Regions from separate parts of the Mus musculus genome. Here region 1 is linked to region 2. The links are chromatin contacts, called in public promoter capture Hi-C maps. All regions are on one chromosome and are shown on one strand. The core of a region is the stretch at or near the end of the contact, and the rest is flanking DNA. Distances in the headings are between cores, read along the strand shown. Region 1 holds the start of Ifi27l2a (interferon, alpha-inducible protein 27 like 2A). Region 2 holds the start of Fam181a (family with sequence similarity 181, member A).

Region 1 (2,700 bases), core at 161-2,660, 130 kb after region 2:
AGGCTTTGAGTTGAGCTGATAGAAGTGTCATCTCCTAAGCTCAGAGCAAGGCTCCAACAGCTGCCCCAGCAGCCCCTAGGATGGCATTTGTTGATGTGGAGAGTCCAAGGACCCCTGGGAAGGAGACAGTGCAGTGACAGGCAGTGACCTGATGCTCAGAGATGCCCACCCAATTTCTATGGGAACCTTAGGGCTTTGCTTCAGCCAGAGCTATTTAAAATGAACCAGAAGGAGAAGACAGATGCGGGCCAAGTGGAATATAGGACAGAGAGCTATCCACAGAGATGCTCTCTCTATAGCAGGACAGAGGGGTACTCATTGTAGAAAAAAACACTCAGGGAAGATTCAGAGCACAAGTAGCATGCCTCAGACTCCTCCCTACTTTAGCCATTCAGCACCTTTCACCCAAAGCCCACACACCCCCACCTAACTCAGAATAAATCAAAAAGTAGGGACAGAACTAGAAGACACAGGTCACTTAAGAAGGTGGGGCTGGAGGGAGAGGAAAGGTGTCACCATCCTTGTCTTGGACTCTGGTCATCTTGCCTGGCCTGACACTTACCTGCTGATTGGAGTGTGGCTACCAGGCTTCCTGCTGCAACTCCACCTCCATTGGCAATTGCTGCAGCAGACATCATCTTGGCTGCTATGGAGGCAGCTGCAATGCCTGTCCCAGTGAAGCCCATGGCAGCCAGGGCCACAGGTGCCCCTGCCACAGCCAGAGCTGTAGGGAGAGGAGCTGGGTGAGGTAGGCTCAGGGAAATGACCCACCCAACAATTCCCTGACTGTTTCTGGGGACTTTCTATTCTGAGGAGCATGGAAGGGGATCCCAAAGTAAAGAAGAAGGGGAGCAAGGTGGAGGCAAAGGGGTCAGTGGAGGATGTGACAGAGCCGTGGTGTTCCCAGGCTTGAGAAGAATCATCCTTCACTGGGCCTGGGGTTGTGAGGGTTAAATACAACCCTGCAGTGTTCAGCAGCTGCCGCTCCCTGTCTTCTCCACATTCATCTACTTGCTGCTCATCATATATGAGGCCTGGAGGGGCAGCTGGGCAGAAATCTTAAGCTCATTCCTAGAGTAGATTTAGCACAGCCCAGGGCCCTGCTCTGCACCCAGGCAGCTCCAGAATCCAGCAGTAGCAGGCAGCAGGAATGGTACCCATCTAAAGCACAAATGGTACCCCACCACCTCACCCTCAGGAGCAGAGACAAACCTCCTCCTATGGCAGAGCCAAACAGTGTTCCTATAGAGAGATGGATGGATAGAGAAGGTTAGAGTTTGTTGATGGCAGGGATTTCTTGGTGGCTTTGCTCAGGCATCCCCGTTCCCAGCTCACTCGGGGCAGGGGGGCTACTCACCCAACATGTTGAGTCCTCCTGGTAGCAGCAGAGCATAGGAAGAACTTAGGGAGTGGCTTATATCTGGGGAGAGAAGAAGAGGCTTGTACTGGGAACCAATAGGGACAGGGTCCGCCCCTTTGAGAGGTTTGAAAGCTAAAGGGGAAGTTTGAAAACAATCTGGGGGAGGGTTTGAAACCAGTCCTCCACCCACCTGCTTACATCTTTCCTGAACTCTGTCTCTCTTTCTCTCTCTCTCTCTCTCTCCTTCACACACACACACACACACACACACACACACACACACAGAGAGAGAGAGAGAGAGAGAGAGAGTACTAGGATGAGCAAGAAGACTACAAAGACAAAACCTGTGTTTGCTATGAAATGGAAACTAAAAAAAAATAAGAAACACCTACAGAATAAACAAACTCAGGAAGAATAATGTGGGCCCAAAAATCACCATTTCACCTGACAGAGGTTGAGAGATCATTTTGGAGCTATGGCTGGCTGACTAGCTTAGGTTACCCAAAAGGTCATGTACCCACACAGTAAAAATTTTGATAAGGTTTTTCTTATAGCAGAATGAAGACAGTCATAAATCAAGGTATATTCATACATAAAAATCCAAATATATATGTATATGTAAGACCCCTGAAGCTGGGCCTGCACTCGAGTCCCCGGGATGAGCTGGACAGCACCCCAGTGACCCACACCTGATGCAAACTGCAAGAGGTTTTATCAGCTAGCTGAGGATGAAGTCCCTCTGCCATGCAGCGCAGGGGAGTTCGACCCTGAGCACTGACAGGAGGGGGCTTTTAACAGCTAGCTGAGGAAATGGGAGGAGTTGGAAGGAGTTGGGAGGAGAGTTGGGAGGAGAGTTGGCTACAGCTCCTTTCTGGCGAGGGGGGGTGGGGGCGTGAGCTGCAGCCTCCTCTCAGGTGTCTATCAGGAAGGAATTGGGAGGAGGAGAGTTGGGAGGAGAGTTGGCTACAGCTCCTTTCTGGCGGGGGGGGGGGGGGGGGGGGAAGGGGGGGGAGGCAGTGAGCTGCAGCCTCCTCTCAGGTGTCTATCAGGAAGGAATTGGGAGGAGGAGAGTTGGGAGGAGAGCTGGGAGGAGAGTTGGCTACAGCTCCTTTCTGGTGGGGGGGGGGGGGGAAGGCAGTGAGCTGCAGCCTCCTCTCAGGTGTCTATCTCCATGTCCTTGTAGATCTTCCTACAATTATTGCATCTCTGGCTGTAAGGCACAGAAACAAAAAGGCTTTTGGCTGGCTATAGAGAACAAAGAGCTTCTTTCTGGCTGTATTTTTAGAGATCAGGGAAAACAAGCTTGGGGGAACGTCCATGGGCCTTACCTTCCAGGGAGA
Region 2 (2,700 bases), core at 158-2,657:
AGCAGCACACCCTTGTTTGTTCTGCTCTGGCTCTGCACAGAGAGCATGTGGAGCTCTTGGAGTTAGAGCTGCAGCTCATTAGCCCTGGGCCGTCTCCTCCAGAGGAGGGAACTTAGGGCTACTCTAGACAGGTGCCTCATCCCTACAGCAGATGTCTCTTGGTGCCACTCCTAAGTCAGGGTATGCAACCATGCCTGTGGTATGAAGCTGTGGGCCACTATGCAGTCGGAGACAGAAGAAGATGACAGAAAGACAGGGAAAGGGGAGGAAAGTGGACCTGCGGGGGTCCACTGAGCTGGCTAGCATGGAGACCCTGCCCGGGAGCACTTCCCAGACAGTTCTCCTTCACCGGGCTGCTCTCAGCCTCACCTTCTTTCTGGGCATTTGATGGGCAGGGCCACGGCAGCCTGGGCTCCCTCACTTGCTCCAACTGAGCGGCCCTGCTTGCAGCCCTGCCGGCGTTGGCACGGTGACAGTAGCCAAGTGTGCAAACTTGTGCCATTGTCCCTGGGCCAGGGGGAGCCATGGAGACTAGCTAATATGACACAGGAAAATGTTTGCTGATGGCAATTCTATGGGCTTTGTCCACCTCTTTCTCCATCATGACGACTCGATTTAAGTCCCTAACTGTTTGACTACAAACGCAAGGGGACCGTGCAACGCCACCCTTTTGTCCGGCCGCACTGAATGGGCAATTCAGGCTTTGTGCAGCTCAATTGAGGAAGCAAACATAAAGACAAGATTCCTGAGAGCCTCGGCTCCCTTCCCATGGATATCCCAGCACCCCTCAGCCAGCCCGCCAGGGCTACCTTTCCCCACATCAGTGCACCTCTCAAATCCATCCCAGGGGGACCCTTCAGGAAGGACGGTTGAAAGAGGTGAGAGACACGAGGCCAGAGACAGAGTCAGAGAATGCACACTCAACACTCAAGGGCAGAGGAAAAGCAGCCCACTCCGGCTTACCCCATCCGATTGTCTGTCTGCACTGGAGCATGGCAGCTGGAGACCTGAAGTATCTGGGGAAGGTTGGGTGCCTGTCTCACTGTGCCCAGCCCTCCTTGATCCTGAATACTTTTTGCGCGCACACACACACACACACACACACACACACACACACACACACACCTCAAGAAACCAGGTTACTGAGGTCAAGGGGAGGAGTGGGTATGGAGACTGGAGAAAAGTGGGGCTGAAGGGTAGAAATTTACCGGGAAATGATTGCATTTGGGAGCTGTCTTTTTTTGTGATGGTCCCCATGGTGACAATTTGTGACGGCAAAGAATGTGGGACCGGGGCTCCGCCGCCTGATTGGGATGCTTTGTATCTGGAGAGGCGCTCCTGATTGGCCTGAGGGCCCCCCAGCTCCGGACTTGTCCTCCATTCAGCCCACTCAAGGGCTGTGCACAACTGCTTCTCAGCCTGCACGGAGCTCACTGCACGCCAGCTCGTCAGGCTTGCGGGGGTCTACGGTGGGGAACCTGCCGGCCACGTTGGCGGGGGGCCCTGGCCTTCACCTTCGGTCAGTACGGAGTCCCAAGTGGTTTGGCCTGGCTGGGTGGAGGGCAGGGCGTGAGCGGACTAGAGCCTTGGGGGAGGGGCACAGTACTGTGGGTGGTGGCCGAGGAGGCATGAAATTGCTGCAGATGCTTCTACAGGGGAGTCCCTGCGGCCGGCAGGGATGAGCCTTGAAGGCAGGTCTAGATTAAGTGCTAGACAGAGATCCTGCCTGGCCCTGTGTGAGAGTTGGGGGTGGAGCGTGGGGACTGCGGAGGGGGCGGGGTGGTGGGAGGGGAAGGCCACCACCAAGGAGGGGGAAGGGGGCTTGGCCTTCTTTAGAGGATTTCTTTGGCTTTGAAAATAAAAACTTGAATGGTGAGTCGTGCGCGCTGGCCTTCACGATGTGTGGGAGATGCGACCAACTGGGAATGTAGCCCCAGCAATGCCACTTGTAGCTGGGTGGCTTTGAGCAAGGTGTTTGCAGTTTCTGAGCCTTGACTTCCAGAAGAGGGCAACAGGCCCCAGAAGACTGAATGAGATAGTTGACACCTGTCTCATCTCAGATAGTCAAAAGGTGCTGAATAACGACTCACCAGCCCCATTGTGGATTCTGTTTGGGACAGAAGAATGGAGGATGTGTGCATTGGGTCCTGGTGGCCCTGGGGAAGGCGTAACTGCCCTGGAGAGACTCCTGCTGCCTATTGCATTCATTGTGTTCCCTAGGTCTGCCCTGTGCGCTCCTCCAGAGCCCATGCTCTTCATGGAAAGCCCTGCACAGTTCTCGTGGTGATGGCAGCTGACAGTGACGTGAAGATGCTTCTGAATTTTGTCAACCTGGCGTCCAGTGACATCAAGGCGGCCCTGGACAAGTCCGCACCCTGCCGCCGCTCTGTGGACCATCGCAAGTACCTGCAGAAGCAACTCAAGCGCTTCTCTCAGAAGTACTCGCGGCTCCCTAGGGGCCTGCCTGGCAGGGTGGCAGAGCCCCACCTGCAGAGGGGACCTGAAGAGAGGCCTGGACGGCCACCCCTCCATCCCTGTCCCCAATCCAGCCCCGGTGGGGGTGGGAGCTGCACAGAAAAGGCCCTGGGGACCCCCTTTAGGGAGGAATGCCTTTCTAAGGATCAGGGCTTCCGGGGGCTGAATCCAGAGGCTGCTAGACCCGGCCAGGTTCCCATGAGGAAGAGACAGCTGCCCGCCTCG

The links. Capture Hi-C pulls out chosen DNA fragments and counts their contacts.
Region 1: a promoter capture Hi-C map of liver shows a contact between it and region 2. The contact joins the promoter of Ifi27l2a here to the promoter of Fam181a in region 2. A contact is called at or near these places in 2 of 39 promoter capture datasets (the C10 cell line and pre-B cells), 1 of 484 Hi-C or Micro-C datasets (CD4 T cells) and 2 of 9 other capture datasets (adipose tissue and liver).

Annotation. Positions count from the first base shown.
Region 1 is chr12:103,442,270-103,444,969 of GRCm38.p6, forward strand. It overlaps Ifi27l2a (interferon, alpha-inducible protein 27 like 2A), which reads right to left and starts at 1,411. Exons shown (of 4, transcript NM_029803.3): 1 at 1,358-1,411; 2 at 1,213-1,242; 3 at 563-724; 4 at 1-114. The coding sequence starts at 1,364. The coding sequence ends at 41.
Region 2 is chr12:103,313,552-103,316,251 of GRCm38.p6, forward strand. It overlaps Fam181a (family with sequence similarity 181, member A), which reads left to right and starts at 1,408. Exons shown (of 2, transcript NM_001195726.1): 1 at 1,408-1,519; 2 at 2,221-2,700. The coding sequence starts at 2,287. Gm29508 (predicted gene 29508) reads right to left here and starts at 1,218. Exons shown (of 3, transcript NR_136894.1): 1 at 964-1,218.